5 separate regions of the Mus musculus genome follow, and all the other regions are linked to region 4. Evidence: chromatin contacts called from public HiChIP or PLAC-seq and promoter capture Hi-C data. All regions are on one chromosome and are shown on one strand. The core of a region is the stretch at or near the end of the contact, and the rest is flanking DNA. Distances in the headings are between cores, read along the strand shown.

Region 1 (5,336 bases), core at 1,768-4,267, 320 kb before region 4:
GAGATAGAGGCAGGCCAGCTGGGTCTACATAGCAAGTTTCAGGCCACCCAGGGCTACATAGTGAGAACCCATCTCAAAAATTAAAAATGCTTGTTTAAAGGACTACAGATGGAAGTGGGTGGGTTGGAGAGCAGGGGGAAGGGGATAGGGGATTTTTAGAGGGGGAACTAGGAAAGGGGATAACATTTGAAATGTAAAGAAAGAAAATATCTAATAAAAAAAGAAAAAATAAAGGGCTACAGATATAGCTCAGTGCTAGAGTGCTTGCCTGAAAAAGATGAGCCTCTGCATGCATGTGTGTACATGTGTGTACACGTGTGCCCTACTCAGCTGAACCCCAGTGGTATTATATGAGTGTCCACTGATGGTTATCACATGAATCGCTAATTACCACGTTGCTTGAAAAATATGATTCATTTTCCACCAGAGCACAACAATCTCCATAAGCTTACTTACCGACTTGCAGGTCTATGTGCCAGCTTTCCGGTCAGGATCTCCTATGGTTAAAATAAGGTGTTCCCTCTGCTAAATTCTCATTCAACATTCAGGCCGTCTTCCAAATGAATATGGTCATGGCTGATTTCAGAAGCCTGCTGTTCCTGATGGCTAGCTAAAGGTTTGTATCCCTTACTATGTAACTCCTTATAGCTTCAAGTCCTAAACAAGCAGCTTTCTTTTGCATCCAGTCCACAAGTCTCTTTGGTCAATAAGACCAAGGTCCTTTAAGAACTCACTTTATTATTTTAGCCTCACAACCATATTCTTTCCAACACAAGGTCAACTAACTGGTGATCCCCCCCCCCCCCAAAGACAGGGTTTCTCTATGTAGCCCTGGCTGTCCTGGAACTCACTCTGTAGACCAGACTGGCCTGGAACTCAGAAATCTGCCTGCCTCTGCCTCCCAAGTGCTGGGATTAAAGGTGTGCACCACCACCACCACCCGGCTCTGACTGGCAATCTCAATGGCATCTGCAGAGTTCCTTCATAGTTTCAGTAACTGACTGAATAACTAGCAAGAAGTATATTCGTGAGGTGCCGCAGACCCTCTTGGGCCCCTTGTCTGCGTTGAACGGGTCTCTGGGTGCAGATGGGCAAGGAGTCGGCGAATGACAGACAGATGCACACAGGAGATTGTGTAGAATCTGAATGTATTGTCACAAAGTGAGTACCAGTCTTATATAATACAGAAAATAAAGGGGGTAGAAAGTCACAGCAGGCAAAGTACATTGAAGTTGCCTGACACAAAACAAAGGAATGACTTCAAAAGGACTTACAGGAACCAGGTAAATGTTCACAGTAAAGATAAAGCAGTCCTGCCTAGGGTCAGCTTAGTGACAGGTAAAGATTTCACACCCTAGTCACAATTATTGCTACCTCTTTGAGCCTTGTGAAAGCTAGCACCAGGGGGTTCTGCTCTAGCAGACCTTCTCATGAACAATGCAATACCACAACCCCCCCCCCCCATTTCCTAGGCCCTGATAAATTCCTGTATGAGTGTAACTTTTAAGTATCTGTGGAGAATCTCCATTTGTCAGAAGAATTCACCAACTTACTTCTAATATGCATTGTAGCCTGCTATACCTGGCTGTAGTGAAGATCCCTGTCTCAGTGGGATTCCCTAACTTTTACATGGTAAACCCACGGATTAGCTAGGCCATTGTGTTTGGGTGAGACTGGCTACTGCCTCAAGTAAACACTCTGCAGACCAGCCCTGAGCTATTATGGCTAGGTTCTTTGTAATGCCTAATTAGTTTCACTGTCTCTACTAGAAGTAAATCTGAATGTTACTGAATAGGTAACCTCACTGGATTCCTACTGAATTCCCAGTTTGTCGGCTTTAAGGTCTTTCTGGGACATTGGAACACTGGCGAAGGCTTAGCTATGTCAGAATTCAATCTTTAAAGGCACTTATAATAAGACAATAGTAAAAGAGAGCACGTGGATCCATACACCACACTAACGCGGGGATAGGGTATGAATATACGGATTATGAGAACGCCAAAGTTCCAGGAGGTGAGTTTCCTTGAAACTCTTTGCCTCATGAGTGCTCCCAGGCTTCTCGGCCTGCCAAGCAAACTTCACTGGAGTGTGCGTAGCAGTGAGGCAGCAGGAACCTGGGGCAATCTGAAGAGTACACCCTGATGACTTCCTATGCCATTTGTATTTTTATAAACAGTTCTGGGGGACTAAAACCATTGAGCTATATCTACATTTAAGTGGCATTCCACTTTAAGGCAGTTCTTACATACATACATACATATATACATACATACATACATACAATTTTTCTTCCAGATATATAGGGAGTATGTCTGCAATCCTTATACTTCAGAAGGCAGAAAAGAGAGGGTCAAGAGATCAAACTCATTCTTGGCTGTCAAGTGAATTCCAGGCCAGCCTGGGCTATATGAAATCCTTTCTCAAATGCTGGGATTATAAGTGGCCACAGCTCACTCGGTTCTATCTATCTATCAATCTATCTATCTGTCTATCTATCTATCTATCTATCTATCTATCTATCTATCTATCTATCTATCTATCTACCACTTATCTTTCTTTCTACAGGTAAGATTTTGCTATTGAGACCTGGCAGGCATTATTTTGAGACAGGGCATCACTATGTAGTCCCAGAACTGGCTGTGTAGACCAAGTTGGCACTGCATTTACAGAGATTGGGAGATCTGCCTCAGTCTCTCAAGTGCTGTGATTAAAGATGGTCGCCACAATGCCTGGCTAAATCTAGCTTTCTCACAGGTTTATCTACCTACTCTTCTGAGGCCTTCCTTCTCCTATCCCTTGGTACTCGGCAGAAGAAAGAGGCAAGAGGCAGACTTTCCCACAATCAATCCCTGTGAGGGTACAAGAACAAAGTTGTCACAGCACCACACTTCCTTGGCACCAACTGTCTAAAAACAGCGCGACCACGCCCACCTCTTGAGAGTAGCCAATCAGGACTGGAGATGTCCTTACAGCCATTGTGAAGAATGTCCTTTGACTGCGCAGCTCTTAGGATTCTGGGTAGGGCCCGGGGAAGTTCGGTGGATCTGGGTCTCTATTTTCAAGACACCAGGATCTGTCATTGAGTGAAAAGATCATGGATACAGACGAACAAGGAGCCCCAGGTAGGAAGCCACTAGACCGTCCACAGACTCCAGATGAACTGAAATTTTACGCTCGGAATTATGTCATGCTGGCTCTCTTGGCGATGATTCTTTTCCTACCCTTTGGGATATTAGCCATATACTTCAGCATCCAGGTAAAAGTATCCCCGCCCCACCCCCCGCCCGCCTCCACTGCTCATCCTATCCTCTGCTTGCCACCTGCAACTGTTTGTGTCCTAGGTCTTGGGTCGGGCTCTTCCCACAGTGGCTATAGGGCTCCAACCCTCCTTCCAAGAGCTTCTTGTCTCAGAAACCCATACTCATGCTCCTACCCTTACAGACCAACGAAGCCAATAAATGCAGCAACTGGGAAGACGCCTACCGGAACTCATCTCGAACTATGTGGTTTAATATGTTGGCCATAGTAGCCTTTGTAGGCATCATTTATATACTTGTCCTAGTCCTATGAAAGCTACACATCAGCATCTACGGGCTCCTCCCCCAACAGACATGCTCACTTAGACTTTGACCAGCCATCAAGAAGAAACTCAGAGCTTCAGAAATGCCCTTGCCAAGAAACCCACCAACCAAAAAACTCAACATCCAAAAAACGGCCCCAGGCAGGCCACCTGACTACACTCCACCAGTTCATTCTCATTTGTCTTCCACGGCTGTCTAAAAGCATCTTGGAAGTCCACATCTCAAGTTCTAAATCTGCATAAGCCACTGAGCTGCTCTTTCATGAAAAAAAAAAAAATCACATTTCTGAGCCCAATAAAATTGAAGGGAATATCCCGGCTTTGCCTGTGTCTGGGTGTAGATGTTTCTCTGGATCAATAATAGTTTCACTGGAGCTATGTTGGCTTAGACCCTGTGAAAGTCAGACTGCAATAATGGTGCCAGGCTCTGTGGCACACATTTATAATCCCAGAATTTGGGAAGCAGAGACACTTACAAACACACACACATATTTTTTAAAATTGCACGTCTTTGATTTCCTGAACCTGTTTTTGTTGTAAAGTATACATAATAATTCATAATAAGATGGGAGTGTGTTTAGGAATCTGAATGTGTGTTTACTCTACATGACTTCCCTCTCAAGCTGAGGTGCTGGGCTTTTGGTGTCTCAGAGCAGGAAAAAAACAAAAAGCAAAAAACCAGAAACCTTGGCCACGTGTGCTGTCACATGACTTTAATCTCAGCACTCAGGAGGCAGAGGCAGGATGGATTTATGAGTTTTAGACCAGCCAGAGATAGTGAGTTTCAGGACTGCCAGGGCTGTGTAATAGAAAAACCCTATCTTGGGCTAGCAAGATGGCTCAGCGGTTAAGAGCACTGACTGCTCTTCTGAAGGTCCTGAGTTCAAATCCCAGCAACCACATGGTGGCTCACAACCACCCATAATGAGATCTGACGCCCTCTTGTGGTGCATCTGAAATCAACTGCAGTGTACTTAAGTATAATAAAGAAATCTTTGGGCCGGAGCAAGCATGGACTGAGAGAGCGGGGTTGACCAGAGTGAGCAGAGGTCCTAAAAATTCAATTCCCTTCAACATGAAGGCTCGCAACCATCTGTACAGCAATAGTGTACTCACATACATGAAATAAATAAATCTTAAAAAAAAAAAAAAAAGGTTCTTTGGAGCAACTCCCTTCTGTGTTTGGCAGTTCAGTTCACAGGTCGGCAGCAGCAGCTCCATCCACTTGCAAACACTTCACAGATACACTAGCAGTCCAGTTCAGTAGAGTCTGGATAGCAAACGAGAATCAGTAGAGGTGGCACTACCTAGCAGAGACAGCCAGGCCTTGAACCCTCTGGCTGCACAAGTATAAGTTTGGATCAGCAAACCCATGTAAAAGCCAGGGATTGTGGCCTGTCTGTATCCCAGGAGGAAGGCACAGATCCTGGGAACTCACTGGGCTAGTTTAGTTGGCAAGCTCCGGGTTCTGTGAGCTTTGTCTAAAAAAAAAAAAAAAAAAACCTAAGTTGGCCGACAGTAGAGGCAAATACCTACTGATGACCTCTTACCTCCAAACACTCACAGGCTAGCACAGGCACACACCCACTAACACAGATGAAGTTGCTGTTAACTACCAAAAGGTGGCAGTGTTGCTCACCTACTTGTCAAATCACAGCTGTCTTGTTTTCTTGTCCAGGGTTCCATAGCTGACTCAAGTTTCCCTCTTTTGCTTCATTCTTCATAGTACCACAATTGGTTTCTCTGAGTAGCCCTG
Region 2 (5,482 bases), core at 2,081-4,580, 490 kb before region 4:
ACAAGTAGATAAATATCTCAAAACTAAAGTTAAAATCTTCTGTCTTGTTTGACTTTTGAATTTTGGTCTTGTGTATCCTGCAGGCTGGCTTCAATCTCAGCCTGTAGCAGAGAATGACCTTGAATGCCTGACTCATTCCTTCCCTTCACCTTCTGAGGGCTGGGGTCCAGCAGACCACACCCAGGAACAAAACTTCCTACGGTGCTTCGTGCTCATACCCGACCCTGTGCATCTTGCAGATTTGGAGCGTTGTTTTATTGTAATGGTCGACAGTGTACCATCTGCTCATTTTGGAGGAGTGTGTGTGGTGCGTATGTGGAGGCCCATGCTGGTGGGAATAAGCTCTCTCCCTGACCATGTGGGTCCCTGGGGGTTGAACCCAAGCGACCAAGCCCTGCAGCAAGCAGCTTCACCTGCTGACAGCCATCCCACAGGCCCCTTATTCTGAACCAGAATCTTGCTATATAGCCTGGACCGATGCCAAACTCATCAAGGTCCCCCCCACCCCCCCGCAACATCCTAACCCCTAACCCCCAACCTCCCAGGGGCTGGAGTTGTAGGCTTGAGGCATCAAACAGGTAGTTGTGTCTTTATTGCCTCAAAAAGCCACATGGAGGGACTGACCTTGACAATGGAGCTTATGTGAGTCACTCTGTGGTGTCCACAGGCCCCTGGAATCCACTAACTCGGTTTCTCGGAACACGTTCTCATTGTTAAGTGGGGCAAGGAACATGCTGACTTTTCAAAAGTGTTCTTGTGTCTGTTCTCAGGTCAAAGTCTCTGCTCACCCTGCAGAGCTTCTCTGAGGACTGTATCTCTACTCACGGAGATGGCTATAGAAGACACACACCTGTGTGAGTGTGTGTGTGTGTGTGTGTGTGTGTGTGTGTGTGTGTGTGTGTGTGTGTGTGTGTTGAGACAGAATCTCACTGTGTGGCCCAGCCCAGGCAAGTCTCAAATTCACAATAATTACTTCAGTACCATAAGTGTACATACCAGATTTTCTTTCCTTTCTTTTCCTTTCCTTTTCTTTCTTTCTTCCTTTCTTCCTTCCTTCCTTCCTTTCTTTCTTTCTTTCTTTCTTTCTTTCCTTCTCTTTCTCTCTCTCTCTCTTGTAAAAACCTTTATGTGTAAGGTTTTGCCTGCATGTATGTTTGTGCACTCACTTGCATGCCAGGTGCCCAGGGAGGCCATAGGATCTCCTGGAACTGGAGTTGCAGACAGTTGTTAAGTCACCATATGGTTGCTTAATCCCTGAGCCATCTCTCTAGTCCCCAGCTTTAGTTTCTTAAGGATATGCTAATTGTACAAAGGAATTGGTCCCCCCCCCCATATTCAAACCTATACACAGAGTGTTTTCTGTCTTATCTCTCCCCTTTTAAGATCTCCAGATAAGAGAGAAAACACACAGCATTTGTATTTCCTGCAAATGATAAGCACACAGTCTCCACAATGCTTTGGGTCTGGCAGTTTGACCCCTGAGTGACCCTCTGTGGAGAGGTAGTGTTGTCTTCCTTGCCCAACCTCAAATGTCCCTTCTCTTTGATGTGATCTCACCTTGCATTGTGACTGGGATTTACTTCTGTGTACTCATTTGTGTGTTGTGACTCTTCTCACTGAATGAGGAAGCTTACAGCTGCCAATCCCAGAGGTGCTTTCTTTACCACCATGGCCCTCCCTTGCTACCAGGACCATTGCTAGTTTTACTGTTTCGAGACACAGCCTCACAATGTAGTACACAGGTACTCTCTCTCTCTCTCTGTGCGTGTGTGTGTGTGTGTGTGTGTGTGTGTGTGTGTGTACACATAGAGATCAGAGGACAATCTAAGATCCTTTTAACCTCTGAGCCATCTCTTTGAATGAAAAAAACGAAGAGATGAAAAAGGAAGAACATTGGGGGGGGGAGGGTATGGGGGACTTTTGGGATAACATTGGAAATGTAATTGAAGAAAATACGTAATAAAAAAAATAAAATAAATAAAATAAGGCGCACACCTTTAATCCCAGCACTCGGGAGGCAGAGGCAGGTGGATTTCTGAGTTCGAGGCCAGCCTGGTCTACAAAGTGAGTTCCAGGACAGCCAGGGCTACACAGAAAAATCCTGTCTCGAAAAACCAAATAAATAAATAAATAAAATAAAATAAAATAAAAAAGGAAGAACAGGGCTACACAGAAAAATCCTGTCTCGAAAAACCAAATAAATAAATAAATAAATAAATCAAAATAAAATAAAATAAAATAAAATAAAATAAAATAAAATAAAAAAGGAAGAACATGCCTGCTCCTAGGTGTGGTAGAGGAGAAAGTTTATTGTGGATATGAGGGAGAGTGTAGCCAGAGGCAGGGGCATCTGAGAGAGTCCAGAGTGGATATGACCCTTTGCCAGGTGAGAAAAGGAGGTAAGAGAGTGGAGCCAAGAGACCAGGAGGGTAAAAGGTAGACCAAAAAGGGCAGATAACCAAAATGGCTGGATTATACCAGAAAAGGGAAGGGTAGCCCAGTCCCTGGGCTGGAGAAGTTTAGGTGGGGCCAGTGTAGTCAGCCACACCCTATAAGAGGTAGGGACTGACCAGGGGATGCTGGGAGAACCTGGCGGCCAGGTCAACTTTTTTTTTTTGTTTTGTTTTGTTTTGTTTTGTTTTTTCAAGACAGGGTTTCTCTGTATAGCCCTGGCTGTCCTGGCACTCACTTTTGGACCAGGCTGGCCTTGAACTCAGAAATCCACCTGCCTCTGCCTCCCGAGCGCTGGGATTAAAGGCGAGCGTCACCACGCCCGGCTCAGGTCAACTTTTATATGCTAACCAGACACCTCAGCCACTTGTCCCAGGTTTGAGACCCCCATATTCTCCAACTAGAAATGCTGCATGAATTTAAAATATTGATCTTTCTGCGGCAGAATCAGCCCCTCCCTTTCCACATGGTTTGAGAAGCCCCTGCAACCCTGCTGACAAGAGAAAATCTTGTATAGTAAGCAGCTTTTAAACTTGATACTTAAAAGTAACTGCCAGTGTCAGGACTCTCTAGAGAACCAGGAGCATTTACACATGCTCCCTGGCATGCGTGCAAAGGTTATCAGGGGCAAACCAGAAAGAGCTGGAGTTGCAGGTGACAGCGCAATGCCTTCTGTTGGTGAAGTCCTTGGAGGAGGCCAGCCTTTTGTCTTCTTTAGGCCTTTAACTGACTGCATGAGAGACACTGCAACACACCACCTCTTAAGTGTAAATCTTATTCTAAAATATCCTCATGGAAACGCCAGGGATACAGCCAGGCATGATAGCCCAGACAAGCCGACCCATAAATCCATTACTCTTCATTATTCTAATTCTAATCTCCCAGAGAAAGACAGAGGTGGGGAGCTGGGTTATAGCAGGGTGGTAGAGAGCTACTGGCTTTCACGGGAGGCCTGGGTCTGATTTGCAGCTAATATTAGCCCCAGGAGGAAGCATTTGCATAATGTATGGGAGTCATTTGCAATTCCTCCTGTAATTGCCTTTCCTTATTTGACTTGCAAGGGTTTGGTGAAGATCGTCTGTGTGGGAAGACTGGGATCTTTCAGTGTGCTGATGATCCCCTGCCTAGGCTGATAGTTTTCCTGAAACTCTGGAAGCCCAGCGTTCCCTGGGCCTTTCTTCTTTCCATACATCTCATACTATTGGAGTTTGTTGTTGTTCCCTGAGTTGCTTTTGGCTTTTGGGAAACCAAACCAGGAGCCTCGTTGTCCTACTTTGTTACTAAGTTTCCACGCCTTATAAGAATGAGTTTCTGTTTCCTCAGCCTGGTGAATCCTGCAAACCACATTTCTCAACCTATGCTGAACTTGTGACCCCAGGATGTACGTCTACCCCTTACCTTGCTTAACCTGGCATATTTGACTACCCTTTTATCTTACGAGAATATGTCTTCCTAGATACATTGTTGCCTCCCTTTCACTCCATGCATTTCCTACACTTACCCGCCCCACAGGGAGCCTTGAGCTCTGGGTCCCCCACTCTTCTGTCCAATTACCTCAACAGATGGTTTCTATCATCCCTAACCCTTAACCATAAAGAGACCTCAAAAGCCAGTGAGGGGCTGCCCTCTGAAACTTCTACTTGGGGAGAGGCAGCCGGCTGGCCAGTTCTTAATACAGCTTGTTTTAACCAGACAGTCATGGAAATAGTTTTTTCCCCTCAGGTCTAACAGTTTAACAGTTCGTGCGCTCTCTCTCCCTCTCCCTCTCCCTCTCTCTCTATAATCTCATTTTTTAGTACAGGCTGGCCTTGAAATCAGAGATCTGAGAACCTCTGTCTCCCCAGTAATGAGATCAAAGGCATGCAGCACCATACTGCGACGTATGTATGTTTGTTTGTTTGTTTTAGACACAGTCTCTAATAAATTAGTCTCTGCAGGTGAAATGAGCCAGCTCAGGTCAGATTAGAGTATATAAAGACAGGTTTATGGGGATGGGGGGGGGTCACTCTCAGGTGGGTTCATTGATCCTAAGGAACAAGGCCAGGGAAGTCACCTTGGGGAGGAAGGCACAGGGGAGGGAAAGAGAAAGAAAGAGTGAGCCTGTGCACATAGGGAGAGAGAAAAAACTGGGAGAGACCAAAATGTTTAGATTACATAGGAAAGAGCCTCTGAGGGAGGGGACGCCTGGCTCCTGGGCTGGACAGGTCAGAGTAGAGGGCAGTGTGTGCCAGCCATACCCTGTGCCAAAGATTGCCTTGAATCTGATCCTCCTGTCGCTACATCTTAAATGCTGGGGTGACAGGTGTGAACTCATGCTTGGTTATTATTATTATTACTATTACTATTATTATTATTATTATTATTATTATTATTATTATTAGTCGTCAGAGTTTTAAACAGGTTTTTGTTTGTTTGATTGATTGGTTGGTTTTGGTTTTTCTCTGTGTAGCCCAGGCTGCCCTGGAACTCACTCTGTAGACCAGGCTGGCCTCAAACTCAGAAATCTGCCTGCCTCTGCCTCCCAAGTGCTGGGATTAAAGACATGCACCACCACTGCCGGGCTCAGATTTTTTGGTTTTTTTTTTTTTGTTTTTTGTTTTTTAAGATGTATTTTTAATTATGGGAAATGGGGGTTGTGTTCATAGGTACAGTGCTCACAGAGACTAGAGGCATCAGGTCCAGTGACATCTTAGGGCTGTCTTCTTAAGGAGGTGGCTGAGCCTGTGAGTGAGCCAGCCTTCCTTCACTGTCCTGATTTGCCTCAGTGATGGACTGTGATCTACAAGCTGAAACAAACTTGTCCTCCCCTAATAAGATGCTTCAGGTCAGAGTGTTTACCATAGCAACAGAAACACTGACCAAGTTAGACTAGACAGTGAGGCAGAGAGAGAGAAAGAAAGTTGCTTGAAAACACAGGGGTCTGGGAGGTTAGCTGAAATAAGGGTTACATCACTGAGCATGGCAGCACCTCCTTCCCAGGCAACAGAGAGGAAGAATCCCCCAGTGAGGGGGAGGGGAGGGGCATGGCTCA
Region 3 (5,418 bases), core at 443-2,942, 280 kb before region 4:
AATAAAAATGCTTTTAATATTGAGTACGTACTCATTTATAGTAAGTATTTTTTGTTGGATTGGTGTGATTCTGGGTTTTTGTTTTGTTTTGTTTTGTTTTGTTTGAGACAGGGTTCCTCTTTATAGCCCTGGTTGTCCTGGAACTCACTCTGTGCTGACCTCTAACTCAGAGATCCACCTACCTCTGCCTCCCAGTTACTGGGATTAAAGGTGTATGCTAGCACTGTCCAGCCAGTAAGTAAATTTTTAGTATTAAAATGGCCTCAAATATATTTTCATATTAATATTTACTTATTAATATTTACTAAGCAAGTACTTAGAAAAAATGAACACAGCATTGTCTGAGGCCAAGTTACTGAAGCCAAGGTTCGACAAGACTTAGCAAATTAAAACAAAACAAAGAACCAAAATAACAGGATGCCTAGTTACTAAGTTTTAGTTTAACAAGCAAATACTTTTTGGTGTCGCTATATCCCAAATATTGTTTGCATACTTTTGCACATTATGCATGTGATTCTTTTCTGAATCAGTTGAAGTAAGCTTCAAACAAAACTCTTCATTTCTAAATGACTCCATTTTCTAACCTATCACTGCACACATAAAATTATTTCATGCAATAACTCACATTCAGTTCATACTCGAAATTCTCCAATGGTTCGGGACTGCTATAGCCCAGAAAGCCCAGACAGAAAAAGAAATGGGAGAAAACATGCCTCAATTTCCCCCTCCATAAATTCCCCCCTTATGAAGATTAAATGAAGGCCCGTTGTCACGACTTCTCGGACCCAGAAGACCCTCATTTAACGTCAGTGGTTACTATTATTATCGTCCATAACGATGTTATTTTGATTATGGTTGCCATTATTCGGTAGTAGCTCCAGGACACCCTCCCTGTGCCTGGTAAGGGATTCGGGGTTGGATTCTCCTCCACCCCACCCTGATCTGGCTGTCTGTCACCCTGCCGATTGTGACGTAGGCTGATGCTAGGGAAAGGGGGCATCTGGCCGGAAATCCCTCTTCCTGTTGCAGATAAGCCCAGAGCTGCCCAGCTGACCCCAGACCCTCCTCCCCCACCACTTTTCATGTCACACCACCAAATCCTCAAGATGGGGAACCTGTCCAAGCCCCTCACCCCATCCCCACTACCCCGTAAGCACCCCTTAGACCTCAGCACCCCCATTCCTGCCCTGCCCCTGCTCCCCAAGTTCTTTTCCAAGCCCAATTCGTCCCCGAAAAGGGACCGTTCCAGGGACCCGTGCGCATCCCTAAAGCAGGGGGTGCAGCTTGACCACGCCCCCATCCCTGCAACTTGACCCAGGCTGCGACCCCCAGCTCTGACGTCTCGGAAAATTCCCCCTCCCCTATCAGGCCCCCCGGGAAGGGTGCATGGTATGAAATGGGGCTGAAACCCCCCTGGCTAGGAGAGAAGGAACCTGCCAGAGGTGAGCCACGAACTGGGGACTGAATGCCTGGGTGTCTGAACTAGGAAGGACAGGGGAACACCAAGATGCAGGGAACCTGGATTTAAGCGTCTAAGAGAGGGTGAAGGAACTGGAAACCAATATTCCTTTTCCTGGGGAAGGAGGTTGCAGACGTCTACTCTGGGTCTGAGGGAAACAAGGGTTGCAGATTCTTGGGTCCCTAAATGTCACCATCTTGTCCATTACCCTTAGAACTTTCCTTTCTCAACCAGAACCGTCAGAACAAGCATCCATGGACCTGTGGAACTGGGATGAGGCGTCACTGCAGGAAGTGCCTCCTGGGGACAAGCTGACAGGACTGGGTAAGCTGCTGTGGCTTGGGACAAAGTGTATGCAAGGCTCCAAGGATGCGGGCCCCTTGACACCTAGCCGGGACTTAACATCCTTGTTGCCTGCAGAAGGAGCGGAATTTGGTTTCTATTTCCCTGAAGTGGCTCTACAAGAGGACACACCGATCACACCAATGAACGTAGAAGGCTGCTGGAAAGGTGGTTGCTGGGCTTGAACCCCTGTGTGCTGGGGGGGAGGGAGGGGGAGGAATGGGAGATCCTGGGCTTTTTAGAAGGAGCGAGGGTGCTGAGCGGGAAGGAAGTAACATGTTTGGAATCGAAATTGAAGGAGGTGTGAGTGGATGGCTGAGGTCCCTAAGTCATTGCCCACATCTTTCCTAAACTCAGCTCTCTTGTCCAACATAGGGTTCCCAGAGCTGGACTGGAACCCCGCTTTACCTCACGAAGACGTACCTTTCCAGGCGGGTGAGTGGTAGAAAATGGAGATGGAAAGAGAGGAACTAGGGTCCTGACACACTAGAGCTGAGTTCAGACCCCCTAGTATACAAGAGGACCAGAACTAAGACTGGGGACAGCTACATTTTCAAGGCCATATGAGGCGCCAAAACTCCCCTAAAATTCCCAAGGGTGCGGGAGACCAGGACTCCTGGGCTTCCCTTGTTTAAGGTCTGTCTTCCTCGCAGAGCCCGTTGCTCACCCCCTTCCGTGGTCGCGAGACTGGACAGACCTGGGATGCAACACCTCGGACCCGTGGAGCTGTGCTTCACAGACGCCAGGCCCTGCCCCTCCTGGCACGAGCCCCTCCCCCTTCGTCGGCTTTGAAGGGGCGACCGGCCAGAATCCTGCCACCTCGGCAGGAGGGGTCCCCTCGTGGTCGCACCCTCCAGCTGCCTGGAGCACTACCAGCTGGGACTGTTCTGTGGGCCCCAGTGGCGCCACCTACTGGGACAATGGCCTGGGCGGGGAAGCGCATGAGGACTATAAAATGTCATGGGGCGGGTCTGCCGGTTCGGACTACACCACCACGTGGAATACTGGGCTGCAGGACTGCAGCATCCCTTTCGAGGGGCACCAGAGTCCAGCATTCACCACGCCCTCCAAATCGAACAAGCAGTCTGATAGAGCCACATTGACTCGCTACTCCAAAACTAACCACCGAGGTAAGAGGCTGCAAACTGCAGAAGAGGTAAAGCAAAACGGATTAGGACTGGGCCTGGATACCTTGGGGGAGGGGTCTGGGTAACTAAAGGAGGAGGGATCCGGGAAACAGGCAACTAGAGGACAGGGGTTTTGTATCAGAAGAGGGAACGGGTGAGAGGACGGAACTGACTTTCTAGGGACCAACATTTTAAAAGGCCCCTAGGTTATGTGAGAGGAAAGAAGAGCATTCGGACTCCTGGGTCTTCGAGGTGGGGAGGCTAATGTGGCTCAAGCTGTCAGGAGTTCCTGAAACTGGTTCTTGGGTCTCTACTATGGAGGGATCCAAACTCACAGACTCCCGATGAGGAACAGAGCTGGACTCCTGGGTCCTAAATCGCGAGAACCTGAACCTTTTGGCCTTCAAAGTGAAGGCTCCCCGACTCTTAGGTTCGTCGCAGTGTTTTGGGTCTGAGAAGCCTGGCGTTCACCTCTCTCTCTCTCTCTCTCTCTCTCTCTCTCTCTCTCTGTCAGGTCCCATTCAGCTGTGGCAATTCCTCCTGGAGCTGCTCCACGACGGGGCTCGCAGCAGCTGCATCCGCTGGACGGGCAATAGCCGCGAGTTCCAGCTGTGCGACCCCAAAGAGGTGAGACAGCTCCCCTTGCTGGGCAAGCCCAACTTACCTAGTTCCCAGCCCCGCCTCCACCCACTCACAACCCCCCACGCCCATCAGGACTGAGACCCGCCCCGCCCATAGCAGCTAAGACCCTGGTCCCTCTAACCTCAAGATTGTTTCCTAGGTGGCCCGGCTGTGGGGCGAGCGCAAGAGGAAGCCGGGAATGAATTATGAGAAACTGAGTCGAGGTCTACGTTATTATTACCGCCGCGACATCGTGCTCAAGAGTGGTGGGCGCAAGTACACATACCGCTTCGGGGGACGTGTGCCTGTCCTCGCCTATCAGGATGATATGGGGCATCTGCCAGGTGCAGAAGGCCAATAAAACAAAAAACAAAAACAACCCTGTCGAACCTGCGTGTCTGGTGTCTGTTTCTTTTTCACTGATACCTACTCGACCTGTCAAGGGAGCCTAAATGTGCACCCCGACATTTCATGCTCCAGCCATATTGAGGTATCCGGACCCCTGTCTGTTTTTGATCGAGTGTTTCCCTCCCGTGGTCCCTAGACTGAACGTCATAGCTCCTTAGTCCTTAGTTTCAAGACGACCATCAAGGCCATTTCACTATGAGTGATGATGCAGGTCACTAATTTCACAGCATTCAGGAGACTGAGGCAAGAGAATCGTAAAATTAGGGGCTCCAGACCTACCAGAACTACAAACTAGTCCTTAGTTCTAAGAGGACCCAGGAGGGAGGACCAGACCCGCCCCCTTCCAATAGGAACCTGTAAACTACAAAGCCCTTGCTCCCTCCCTGCCAGTTTTCCCCAGCCCTTCCTTGCCTTAGGAATCTAGGTCCCACCACTTCCCACTGCCTTTGCTCTCTCTGCATCTTCTGCACCTCTCACCTTGGTTAGTTTGAGGTAAGTAGTCTGTAGGGTTTATTGTGTGCCAGTAGGAACTTTTTAAAGAAATTGGACTTCTTTAAAGATTTGTATATTTTATACATGTGACTACACAGTCACTGTCATCCCTCTTTTCAGACACACCAGTAGAGGGCATCAGATCCCATTACAGATGGTTGTGAGCCACCATTGTGGTTGCAGGGAATTGAACTCAGGACCACTGGAAGAGGTCCAGTGCTCTTAAGTGCTAAGCCATCTCTCCAGCCCCAAAACTGACAATAGTTTATCCTCTGAAATTTATCTAAGAGTTTAATCCCTGAAGTTTTATGTTAAATATATTAAGAGCATAGAAAGTGAATCTGTGGCAGAGATGGTGGCCTGTTTGGAAATAATTAGATGATTAAGAAGAAGTCCCCATGGTTGCATTCTGATGTTTTATAACTAGAGCTAGAGACACACAAGGGTGTTTCAGTCTCATACTATGTGATATCTCAAGATGACCAGCAAGAAGGTCATTTCACTGTGAGTGGTGACTCAGGCTGCTAATTTCATAGCATTTGGGAGACTGAGACAGGAGGATTGTAAATTTAGGGCCCCCAGACCTGCCTGAGCTATCTAGCAAGACATTGTTTTTTATTTAAACAAAACAAAACAAACAAAACTCCATGGAGCTGGAGAAATAGCTCTTTGGTTAAGAGCACTGACTGTTTTTCCAGAGGATGCTGTTCTCACAAGGCAGCTCACAACTGTCTGTAACTGCACGTCTAGGGGGACAGCTTCAGATATACATGCAGACAAAACACCAATCCACATAAAATAAAATAAAAAAATTTAACAACCCATAAAGTAGTGAAATGACATAATCATTTGGACCCTGCTCGGAGCCACAGTTTTATAGCTAGGATCTTATTGCTCCAGACCACGAGCCAAAAACAAACCTATGCTCCTTATAAAGTATCCCAACTTGAACATTTTATTATAGTAAGA
Region 4 (5,031 bases), core at 571-3,070:
AGACCAACGGAGCGCTCGGGCCCGTGCCCAGTGCGCCTGCCCCTGAGCCTGCTGCACCCAGGGCCCATACTGTGGTCCAATTGGACTGTGAGCCCTGGGGGCCCAGTCACGAACCTGCAGGACCCTAGCCAAGGGCCCACCTCTATGGTTCCTCTGGTCCCAGGGACACCCCTCGGGACCTGGCCTCAGACTCACCAAATTGCTCACGGTTTTTAAAACTCTGATGGGGAGGGTGTCGGGGGCACCGGGGCACAACAAGAAAGTCCTATTTTTCTAAGCTCGGGCTGTTCCTTTGCCCTTGTCTGTCTGTGGGGACTGAGGGGTGCTGCGGAGGGTATGGGGGCGGGGGTTGAGGAACATCCCCTGAGGAAGGCACTTCCTGTCATTCAGCTTGGGGTCTCTGCAGAGGAGTTGAGGATAGTCATCTATAGTCATCCATATAAGCACTGGACGTTCTAGGGACCGAGCTGTGCTGTGGCTTGTGCTGGGGACTCTGACCCAAGCTGCCTTGCCCTCAGTCCAGTGGGAAACATGTCTTGAGATAGCCATACTCCAGAATACAGAGTTGAGGGATGCCCAGGGGGTTGTGTGCCCCCCCCACCACCGAAGAGGAACCTGAAGTATAGTTCAGGGAAGGCTTCCTGGAAGAGGAGGGATGTAATCTAAGTAGCATATCTGAAGGAGAGCATTGGGCAAAGAGCAGAAGGGAAGGCTCCAGGTGGAGGGCATAACATGAACAAAGGCTGGGTATTACCAGGCATTGGGTTGCTGCGGTACTGGTGAGGTGGGAGGGGCCAGCATCTGAGTGAGGTGCTCATGATGGCTAGCCACGGAGGATTTCATGCCTGGGGGCCGAGTGGGGGAGGTTGTGGGTGGGTTTCTAGTGCTTCTTGAGGGAGGTGAACCAGAGGCAAGGAATCCGTGGGAAGCCAATGTAGGGGTGAGGGTGGGTCAGGACCAACTTCAACCAGGGAAACATTGGAAGAGAAGAGTGGATGACACAGCCATTCAGGAAAGTGAGCAGATGGATCACAGTGCTCAGAGACCATGAGGGAGGGGCTTATCTAGAGTGATGCTCTGGGCTCTGGCCAGGGGAAAGTCCTCCAGGCTGCCCTGGCTGAGGACGAGGGAGCAGGGGCACAGCAGAGATGCTCTGTGGTCAGGGTGGGACTCTGCAGATGAGGGACCAGGGGAGGGCGAGTGGGGAGGGGAGATGGAGACGTTGGAGCCAAGGATAGAAAGCAGGGCTTAGCAGACAGAGTATCCCACCCCTATCATCCTCACACCTCAGGAGACAGAGGCAGGAGACCAGTAGTTCAAAAGCTGACACTTCAGCATGAGACCCATCCCCCCCCCAAAAAAAACCCAAAAGAATCTGGGAGCAGTCGCAAGATTGAACCATCTACTGGGGTTTCAGTCTTTAAGGTAGAAACGGAAAGCTTTTGGCAGCTGCACATGGAGGTGAAGGTGAAAAATGTCCCAAGAGACTGGTGTGTTTGCTAGGGGAAAGGTTACAGTGGGGGGTTGGGGGGTGGAGAGTCAGTGCCACATTGAACCAATCTAGCAGATATGAGTGTGGACAGGGACTGAGCCCTGGTTCAGCGTGAGTCAGAGCACTTGGCCTCATGTCTTTCCTGAGCTGGTCCCCACTGTGTCACTGCCCGGGGCCCCCTCACACAAGTGTCCTGGAAGTTTATAGGATCAGACACTGGGCATGGAAAAGGCCAGGCCTCATTAGAGGTGCAGGAATGGGGTCAACAGCAAGAATAGCACCCCCCCCATGCAAGTAGCTTCTCTGATGGCAGCAGGGGGGGGGCGGAGCAGGGGGGGGGGACGGGGAAGGGCCTGTCAGTCACCTGAGGTAAGATGATGTTAGGATCAGGGTGAAGACAGGCTAAGAGTAAACTGGAATTCTCTCGGTTTGGTACAAAGAATGTTCTGGTGAGATGACAGAACCTATTTTTCATGGTGGAACTTGAGACCTTCAAAATGCCCACCATTAACCATGGAGATGAGGCACTCAGCTCCCCAGTCCTGCAGCATCCCGAGGTCCTTTGTCATTTTGTTACTCTCGAGTAGCTAAGATCATGTGAGGCTATCAACAAATCACAGCATAAGCCTTGGGCCATGGGAGTTAGCAAGTGGGAAGGCTGGCTCAGTGCCACCTAGGAAATACCCACTCCCACCTTAAGGGGGAGCCAGAGTGCACCGTTCATAAACCTGTTGTTAAAATTTGAACTGTGTGCTAGGTCATGGGGCAGATTCGGGTACAAGTCCTGCCCTGCCCTGCCCTGCCCTGCCCTGCCCTGCCCTGCCCTGCCCTGCCCTGCCCTGCCCTGCCCTGCCCTGCCCTGCCCTGGCAGCATTTGTGACACGCACAAATGTTAAATAGGGATGTGTAGGCAGCAGAGGTGGATTTGACTCCAGCTGAGGAGTTAAGTCCCAAGCCGAGGCTGGAGGTAATTAGCAAGCAGTGGGAACAGTGTTCAGTGGACATGGAACGGCATATGATAAGGTATGCATTGTGAGAAAAAGGGAGAGGGAGGGAAGCCAGAGGTGAGATGGAGTGAGGGAAGGGAATTGTCATAATATCAGGCAGGAAGCGGGCGATGTAAAAGCCCTGTAAATTCACCAGAGGAGGGAGGATTCCATTCTAACTGACATGAGAAACCACTGAAGGTTCCTTCTGTCTTGTTTTCTTTGAGTTGGGGTTCTCACAACATTAGCCCCAGTTTGGATTCATTGTCTAGCTCAGGTTTCCTGACCTCACTCATGACCCTTCTGCCTGGGCCTCCTGAGCCCAAGGATCACAGGCGTGCACCGTCACTCCTGGCCACTGGAGGATCCCGGGCTATGAGGATCTTCCCGGATCTCAAGGAAGCTCCCATGGCAGATTTTGTGTGTGTGGAGGGCCAAGGGGAAGCACGGGGAAACTGAGGAGGAAGACACTGCAACAGTTCTGGCAGAAGGCTGTCTTAGACCAGGCTAGACCTGAGCTGACATCAATGACAGCAGCAGGCTCCTCCTTTCCTACCCCGAAGAGGACAGTGTGAACTACTAGCAGCTGGTCCAGAAGAGAGGGAAGGAAGGTTGTAGAAAGTAGGGGAAGAGGGGGAGGCCCGGGTCTCCAATCCCAGGATCCATCCCATAGAGCTGATTTGTCTGTAGGAAGAAGTGACCTTTGGCAAGCCAAGTACAAGGCAGCCAGCAGATAGAGGCCAAAAGAGGCTGAGGCTGTTGAGGTGGATCCAGGCCCAGTACACGGGGCTAGAATGGAGATGCACACCCAGTACCAGCCTACGACAGGTGTGGAGGCATGTGAATGGAGAATGATAGTGGTGATAGCAAAGTCCCCTGGAACTTCACAAGACACCCAGACTGCCCCGCACCCCTGTGCACAAACAAACACCGCCGGCATCTAGGATTTCAAGTTAAATAGCCTTGCCCAGCCGAAGCCACCCGCTCCCTGAGGTCAGGATATGATGTCTACTGCCCATCGCCTCTCTAGTCAAAGCAATCTGGCCACCAAACCTAGGCTGCTGAGGCACTGTCTCCTGGTGACTGCTGTCTGGGTTCTGTACTGTCCTCGAACCATACTGCCTAGCCACAGCTCTTGGGGTGACTGGAGCTGGTGTGAGCCCATAACATCAGGAGATTCCCATGATCCTCTGGCAGGCCTTCCTTGAGGCCAAGCTTCTGCGGCCCTTCCCATGGGCTCCTAGGTGGGAGAACCTGATGAGGTGGAGTGTGGGGACTCCTCAAAGACAGCGGGTCTCCCCTGGATAGTGCGACCCAGTGATCCATGCTGAGGATCATCAGCAAAGTCTGGACCCCGCATGCCTGGAGGGGTGTCGGTGCTTGGCACTGTCCTGGCCTTAGTGAGGTTAGAGTGTTGGGGACATGGGATGACAAACAGCCCAGGTCTCTGCCCTCTTGGGGTCCCAGTTCTTAGAGAACAAGCAGATACAAATGGTGGCCAGGATAGACTGAGAAAGAATAGGCAGGAAGGATGGCAGCCGTTTTTTGTTCTCTGGTGCTTTGAACAGGGTCTCATGGAAGCCAGAGTGACCTTGAGCTCCAAATCTCTTTGCCTCTACCTTTCAAGTGCCAGGATTATAGGCACTACCGCATGCCACCGGTCCTGGGGGACTTGGGAGCCTACGGGGACTCCTAACTGAGACTGATGGGAGCACCAAGATGTGCTGAAGATGGGACTTTTTAATGTGTCCTGTGCTTACAATGGCTTAATGTCCCGCTGCTACTGTCCTTTTTAAAAAGACAGGGTCTTGTCTGCATAGTCCAGGATGACCTTGAACTCAGTCTTCCTGCCCCACTTGCCCCAGGTGCTGGGATTACAAGCACAAACTAGCCACACCCAGCTCTCACCTTAAACACCTTGAAATCCCTAATACACTTTGAACAAGCTCAGCACCACGTCCCTTTTTGGCACCCCGCCCTTCAGATTATGCAGCCAATCCTACCTGAAGAAGATGGTGAAGGATGGAAGAGAGCTAGGTTTTCCCCCAAAGACCCACAGGTGGTGGTGATGGGGACCTTTGGCCCCAGCACTTGGGAGGCAGAGGTAGGTGGATCTCCAAGTTCAAGGCCAGCCTGCTCTAAAAGTTCCAGGACAGTCAGAGCTGTTATACAGAGAAAATGTCAAGAGAGACAGAGATAGAAAAATAGGGCGTGCTTGACAGAGACAGAAAGATAGGGCGTGCTTGAAGGACGAGCTTGAGGGAGCTGTGGTTGGAGCTTCCAGTGGGAGAACAGGCAGGGCAACAGGTGACCTGGGGTGCCCCGATGCTGCCCCAGAGCACTGTTGTGCCAAGGAGGGGGCTGGGCAAAGAGAGACAGCACTCAGAAAGCCACCTGACCCCTGTGGAAGGGGAAATTGAGGCACGTGGTCAAGAACAATGTGTATGGGAGGGGGTGGCTCTGCTTGCTTTAAAGGGAACGGAGTGTCCACAATTCTGAAGAAGGAACTGGGCAGGTCCCAGGATCAACCCTGTCCTTCATTCTCAACTGTTA
Region 5 (5,458 bases), core at 1,090-3,589, 280 kb after region 4:
GTGATTCTGAGTCTCAAGTTGACAATCAGGTCACGGTGACACATGGGAGACACGAGTCCAGCCTGGTCTACTTAGAAAGTTCCAGGACAGCCAGGACTACTTCACAGAGAAACCTTGCCTGGAAAAAACAAAACAACAAAATGTAGCAATCCCAGGACTCTTGCCTTGACACTGTGTGACTGATAAATCACTCTAGGAGCCTCCTGGTGGGCCTTGTTTCTTTCAGATATTCTTTTTCATGATACATGCTAAAATATGTGCCCCTGATGGACATTGTTCCTAGGCATATCTATACCATGTTTTGGACATTTTATGTGTATGAGTGTCTTCGTGAGTGAGTGAGTGTGTGTGTGTGTGTGTGTGTGTGTGTGTGTGTGTGTACCTCTGACTTTTAAGAGCATCGAATCACCAGGAGCTGGGGTTATACGTGTTTATAAGCTGCCATATGGGTGCTGAGGAATGAACTTGTGTTTTCTGTAAAAGCAACTGGTATTCCTAACCAGTGAGCCATCTCCTAAGCCCCATCTGTATGTATGTATCTATCTATTTATTTGATTTTTGGAGGGACAGGGTCTCTCTACATTACCTCAGTTATCTTGGAACTCATCATGTAGACCAGGCTGGCCTCATACACAAGAGAGATCCCTCTGCCTCTCCTCCCAGCGTGAGTGCTGAGATTAAAGGTATGTGCTGCCATGTCCAGCTCCACATTTGATTTCTTTGTTTGTTTTGTTGTTTGTTTGTTTGTTTGTTTCGAGACAGGGTTTCTCTGTATAGCCCTGGCTGTCCTGGAACTCACTTTGTAGACAAGGCTGGCCTCGAACTCAGAAATCGGCCTGCCTCTGCCTCCCACGTGCTGGGATTAAAGGTGTGCGCCACCATGCCCGGCCACATTTGATTATTTTAAGTTTTAGTTTGTACAGCATCCCTGGTGTAGAGGTCACAGGGGAAATTGGTTCTCTCCTTCTCCCATGTGGTTCCCAGAGAATGCACAGCAAACTCCACTGCGCCATCTCTCTGGCTTGAAAGTTATTAATTTTAAAACTAGAAATAAAACAGGTGTGTTTTCTCATGGAAGATTTAAACATAAATAAGACAACAACACCTTTTGACCTTATTTTCCCCAAGAGTAATCATAATCAGTAGTTTATTTCATGAGATGGCAAGTTCTGCCTGAGATCAGTTTTTTTTTTTTTTTAAGAATTATTTATTTATCTATTTATTTTAAAGATTTATTTATTTTTATTGTATATAAGTACACTGAGCTGTCTTCAGACACTCCAGAAGAGGGAGTCGATCATTACAGATGGTTGTGAGCCACCATGTGGTTGCTGGGATTTGAACTTCGGACCTTCGGAAGAGCAGTCGGGTGCTCTTACCCACTGAGCCATCTCACCAGCCCCCGAGTTTTTTTTTTTTTTTTTTTTAATTAATCATGTTTATGTGCTATATAGCATGTTCCATGTGGGAGTGATTCTACCACCTGACTCATTGTTTTATCAGGGTAGGGCTGTGCCTTCGTTAGTCACTGCTTAGTATTCATTGTTATCCCTATTTACTGAAAGGCTTAACTTTCCACAAGCTGTAGCATTAGAGAATATAATTATAGATGATCAATTAATCAGAAATTTAACCATCACGTTTACTTTATATACTTGAGACCAGGTCTTATATAGCCCTGGCTGGCTTGGAACTCACTATGTAACTCAGGCTGGCCTCAAACTTTTGAGTGATTCTTCTGCCTTCAAAGTGATAAGAATATAGGCACATACCAGCTCAACCATTTTATTATTTATTTTCTGGCAATTTAAAAATATAGGAACGAAAGGTATTTAAGTTGATGATCCAGCACTTTAATCCCAGCATTTGGAAGGCAGAGGCAGGAGGATTTCTGAGTTCAAGGCCAGCCTCGTCTACTGAGTGAGTTCCAGGACAACCAGGACTACACAGAGAAACCCTGTCTCTCCAAAAAAAAAAAAAAAATCCTGGTTAAGAAAGAAGAAAATCTTAAGAACCTGGGTAAAAGCAAACTACATGATAGGAATGTCCTTTAAAATCTTATTCTAAGACGTAGTCATTTGCAGTCACCTCCACAACAAACATGACTATATCAAATGCACAAATCTCCAAACGAAAATCCGATTTTCCTCAAATACTTAATCAGAGTTGAGGTTCTGCTCCTCTCCCTGTCCTGGTCCCAAACGGAGCACACAGTGAGTGTGGCGCATGCGCACGCGGTGCGTGCGGCTGTCCCTCCCAGCAGTCCCCGCGCAACGCCCTGTAGGCTCTCGGGGGTCTGGAGATGCAGCCACTGTCACCTCAGCGCGTGGGGCGGGGCAACTGAGCCGAGCCTGGGTCCCAGTTCCGTGAACTTAGTGAAGGTGCTGCAGGGAGCAGGGGGTAAGGGCGGGGACAGGGAGGCCCCGCGCCCCTCATACTGGGTCCGCGCCTCGGCTTGCTGCGTGGGGACCACAGTGGCGAGCTGTGCCTGCTGGGCGTGGCAGGGCGTCGGGGTGGCAGCCACCGCGACTGAGTGCGGCCCGGAAGCCACGGCGTGATGGCATTTGTGCGAGTGAATGGGGTGCAGAGCGGTTGTGTGAGCGAGGTTGCCGAGGTCCTGGTGTGTGTGATTCTGGCCCCAGGCTCGGCTGCGGTGTAGCCACATCAGTCCCAAAGAGGAATGGTTCCCCAGCCATTCACCTGAGCAACACACAAGACTCCCAGTAAACAAAGCAAAGAGCTCCGGGTCTTGAGAGGGGTCTGAAAGATGGTCCCCGATCCCCAACACACACACCCTTGGCTGGTTCCCTGGGGTTACCCCCAACACGCCACACGTGCTCAGATACAGTCACTCGCTGGACAGGCTGTGTGCGATCCACCTAGGGAGCTATTGTAAACTTCCTGGCCATCTGCCGCCCTGGCCTTTCTTAGGTACCAGGGCAGGACAGCTGAACTCGCTCCCGGGTGTGAGTGATGGGTGGTGGTGACCGATTGGTTGTGTCTTGTGCTTTGATTTAACTAGGCTGGACAAGGCTCCGAGAAAAGTTTGGACGTTAACATTCGCTCCTACTCCAGCCTGCCTTTAAGTGCTCACAGGAAGGGGAGGGATAAATCGCTGTTGCCTGTTTAAAAGGTAAGGTCAGGGGGGGTCAATCTTACCTCTTGGATCTGTGAAAGGCACTTTAATTTTTTAGTGGATCAGAACATTTGTTATTTTTAAATGTCTGGTTCTTAGAAACAGAGCCTGACTCCTTACACCACCCAGTGCCTGTACGTACATACGTATCCGCTTTTCAGTGTTTTTTTTTTTGGGGGGGGGGGACAGGACGACAACCCTCCCTCCAAGGAGATCGGGCTTTATTTTTATAGCTGGGTTTTATTTTTAATACTATGCTGTAGAGCTCTTAGAACAGTTGCTGATATTCATAAATACCAAATGCTTAGTAAACAGCAGCTGTTTGTTAATGTGGTGATTAGGGGTGATTCCAACACCAAGGGAGTGGTGTGTATGGGTATCTACTTAATTGTGATGTACATTTATTTTTAAGATTTATTTTTGTAAAAAAAAAAAGGGGGGGGCTGGAAAGATGGCTCAGCGGTTAAGAACACTCTTCCAGAGGTCCTGAGTTCAATTCCCAGCCACCACATGGTGGCTCACAACCATCTGTAATGGGATCTAATGCCTTCTTCTGGTGTGTCTGAAGACAGCTATAGTGCACTCACATACATAAAAAAGTCTTTAAAAAAAATCCGTTTATCCTTCCAGCCTCTGCTCCCAAAATGACAACTCTGGGACTAATTATGTATTATTAAATGCCTTGCTTCAAGACTAGCTTGTAGTTTATTTAACCCATTCAAACTATTCTATGTCTACTAATTGGTTAGTTTACCTTTCCTCAGTGTCGACCTGCTTCTTCTTTAATGTCTCTCCCAGTGTCTCTCTCAGAGCCTCTCTCTGTGCCACCTTTTATTCTCTCACTATTTCCCTGAATCCTCTCTTCCTCCTAGTGTCCCACATCCTTTCCTTTCCTTTTAGATTTATTTATTGGGCTGGAGAGATGGCTCAGTGCTTAAGAGCACTGGCTGCTCTCCCAGAGGTCCTGAGTTCAATTCCCAGCACCCACATGGTGGCTTACAACCATCTGTAATGGGATCCGACATCCTCTTCTGGTGTGTCTGAAGACATCTACAGTGAGATGTGGTGCACTCTTCTAGCCTGCAGGCATACATTCAGGTGGAACACTGTATATATAATAAATAAATCTTTAAAAGAATATTTATTTAATGTATGTGAATGCTCTGTCTGACTATACACCTATGTGCCAGAAGACGGCATGAGATTGCTTTGCAGATCGTGAGCCACCCCCCTCCCTTCCTATTTTTATAAAGGATTCTCTGTACATCTTTTATCATTTATTTACTTACATGTATGTACATGTAAGTTCTGGTGCCCAGAGACCAGAGGCAGGGATGGGATCCTCCTGGACTGAAGTTTAGCGTAGTTATGAGCCACTTTCAGATAGGTGCTGGGAATTGAACTGGGATCCTCTATAAGAGCACTATACACTCGTTTTTGTTTGTTTTGTTATTTTTTTAAAGATTTATTTATTTTATGTATGTAAGAACAGTTGCTGTGTTCAGACACACCAGAAAAGGGTATCAGATCCCGTTACAGATGTTTGTGAGCCCTCATGTACTTACTGGGAATTGAACCCAGGACCTCTGGAAGAGCAGTAAGTGCTCTTAACAGCTGAGCCATCTCTCCAGCCCCCTTGTTTTATTTTTTTGATACAGTTTCTCTGTGTAGCCCTGGCTGTCCTGGAATTCACTTTGTAGACCAGACTATCCTGCTCTATAATTCTATCTCAGAGATCCATCTGCCCCTGCCTCCTGAGTGCTGGCTTAGAGGTGTATGCCACCACCTCCTGGCTGCCATATATACTCTTAACTGTTGAGCCATTTCTTTAGTCCTCATTCCCAGGTTTTATTTTTGGTTTGCTTGTTTTTGTTAAGGAATGATGGCCAGGTAAATGGCTCAGTGGGTGGAGGAGCTTGCTGTCCAGCCTGAGAGCTTGAGTTTGATCCAGCGACTCCTGCGAGTTTTCCTCCTATTTCCACATGTGTGCTGTGGCATCTGTGTAGCCACACACCACATTCATATACACGCAATAATACAGGTAAGTACCGAGTGACAGTCCAACGTGTAGTTACCTGAATTTGTAACTTAGCAGTATGAAGCAAACACAGTTCTATCTTGACACTTAAAGATATGTGTCACGAGCTGGAGAGATGACTCAATGGTTAAGCCCACTGACTGCTCTTCCAGAGGTCCTGAGTTCAATTCCCTGCAACGGTGGCTCACACCATCTGTGATGGGATCCCTGTTGATGCTGTATTACTTAGTCTCTTTCCTATTGAAGGATATCTGTTTTTTACAAGTTTTTTTCTGTTATGGACA

The links. Promoter capture Hi-C pulls out the DNA fragments that hold promoters and counts their contacts. HiChIP or PLAC-seq counts read pairs in DNA pulled down with a chosen protein or histone mark.
Region 1: a promoter capture Hi-C map of embryonic stem cells shows a contact between it and region 4. The contact joins the promoter of Pmis2 here to the promoter of 4930479H17Rik in region 4. A contact is called at or near these places in 19 of 39 promoter capture datasets (the 3T3-L1 cell line, 3T3-L1-derived adipocytes, the C10 cell line and 10 more), 1 of 484 Hi-C or Micro-C datasets (embryonic stem cells), 2 of 115 datasets of contacts at active chromatin or transcription factors (bone marrow-derived macrophages and embryonic stem cells) and 2 of 9 other capture datasets (adipose tissue and embryonic stem cells).
Region 2: a contact with region 4 is called in an H3K27ac HiChIP or PLAC-seq map of embryonic stem cells, with 2.1 times the contacts expected there. The contact joins the enhancer-like site here to the promoter of 4930479H17Rik in region 4. A contact is called at or near these places in 20 of 39 promoter capture datasets (the 3T3-L1 cell line, 3T3-L1-derived adipocytes, the HPC-7 cell line and 12 more) and 1 of 115 datasets of contacts at active chromatin or transcription factors (embryonic stem cells).
Region 3: a promoter capture Hi-C map of trophoblast stem cells shows a contact between it and region 4, with 4 times the contacts expected there. The contact joins the promoter of Etv2 here to the promoter of 4930479H17Rik in region 4. A contact is called at or near these places in 21 of 39 promoter capture datasets (the 3T3-L1 cell line, the C10 cell line, the HPC-7 cell line and 12 more), 1 of 484 Hi-C or Micro-C datasets (hematopoietic stem and progenitor cells), 1 of 115 datasets of contacts at active chromatin or transcription factors (embryonic stem cells) and 1 of 9 other capture datasets (pancreatic islet).
Region 5: an HNF4G HiChIP or PLAC-seq map of pancreatic cancer cells shows a contact between it and region 4. The contact joins the promoter of Zfp82 here to the promoter of 4930479H17Rik in region 4. A contact is called at or near these places in 1 of 39 promoter capture datasets (liver) and 1 of 115 datasets of contacts at active chromatin or transcription factors (pancreatic cancer cells).

Annotation. Positions count from the first base shown.
Region 1 is chr7:30,669,286-30,674,621 of GRCm38.p6, reverse strand. It overlaps Pmis2 (PMIS2 transmembrane protein), which reads left to right and starts at 3,017. Exons shown (of 2, transcript NR_027849.1): 1 at 3,017-3,122; 2 at 3,442-3,900.
Region 2 is chr7:30,842,814-30,848,295 of GRCm38.p6, reverse strand. No RefSeq gene overlaps it. Among named protein-coding and RNA genes, the nearest start is that of Ffar3, 11 kb to the left of the region's middle. Within about 2 kb of position 3,330, at least 28 of the 459 cell types and tissues checked have an H3K27ac peak or open chromatin away from gene starts, as enhancers often do. A contact at or near this core is called in embryonic stem cells, where this site is marked.
Region 3 is chr7:30,632,126-30,637,543 of GRCm38.p6, reverse strand. Etv2 (ets variant 2) reads left to right here and starts at 1,692. Exons shown (of 6, transcript NM_007959.2): 1 at 1,692-1,783; 2 at 1,883-1,969; 3 at 2,177-2,236; 4 at 2,455-2,931; 5 at 3,443-3,555; 6 at 3,710-3,928. The coding sequence starts at 1,714. The coding sequence ends at 3,910.
Region 4 is chr7:30,350,735-30,355,765 of GRCm38.p6, reverse strand. It overlaps 4930479H17Rik (a long non-coding RNA gene), which reads left to right and starts at 1,820. Exons shown (of 3, transcript XR_881936.2): 1 at 1,820-2,515. It overlaps Lrfn3 (leucine rich repeat and fibronectin type III domain containing 3), which reads left to right. Exons shown (of 3, transcript NM_175478.2): 3 at 1-252. The coding sequence ends at 128.
Region 5 is chr7:30,069,704-30,075,161 of GRCm38.p6, reverse strand. Zfp82 (zinc finger protein 82) reads left to right here and starts at 2,339. Exons shown (of 7, transcript NM_177889.5): 1 at 2,339-2,381; 2 at 3,023-3,133; 3 at 5,014-5,177.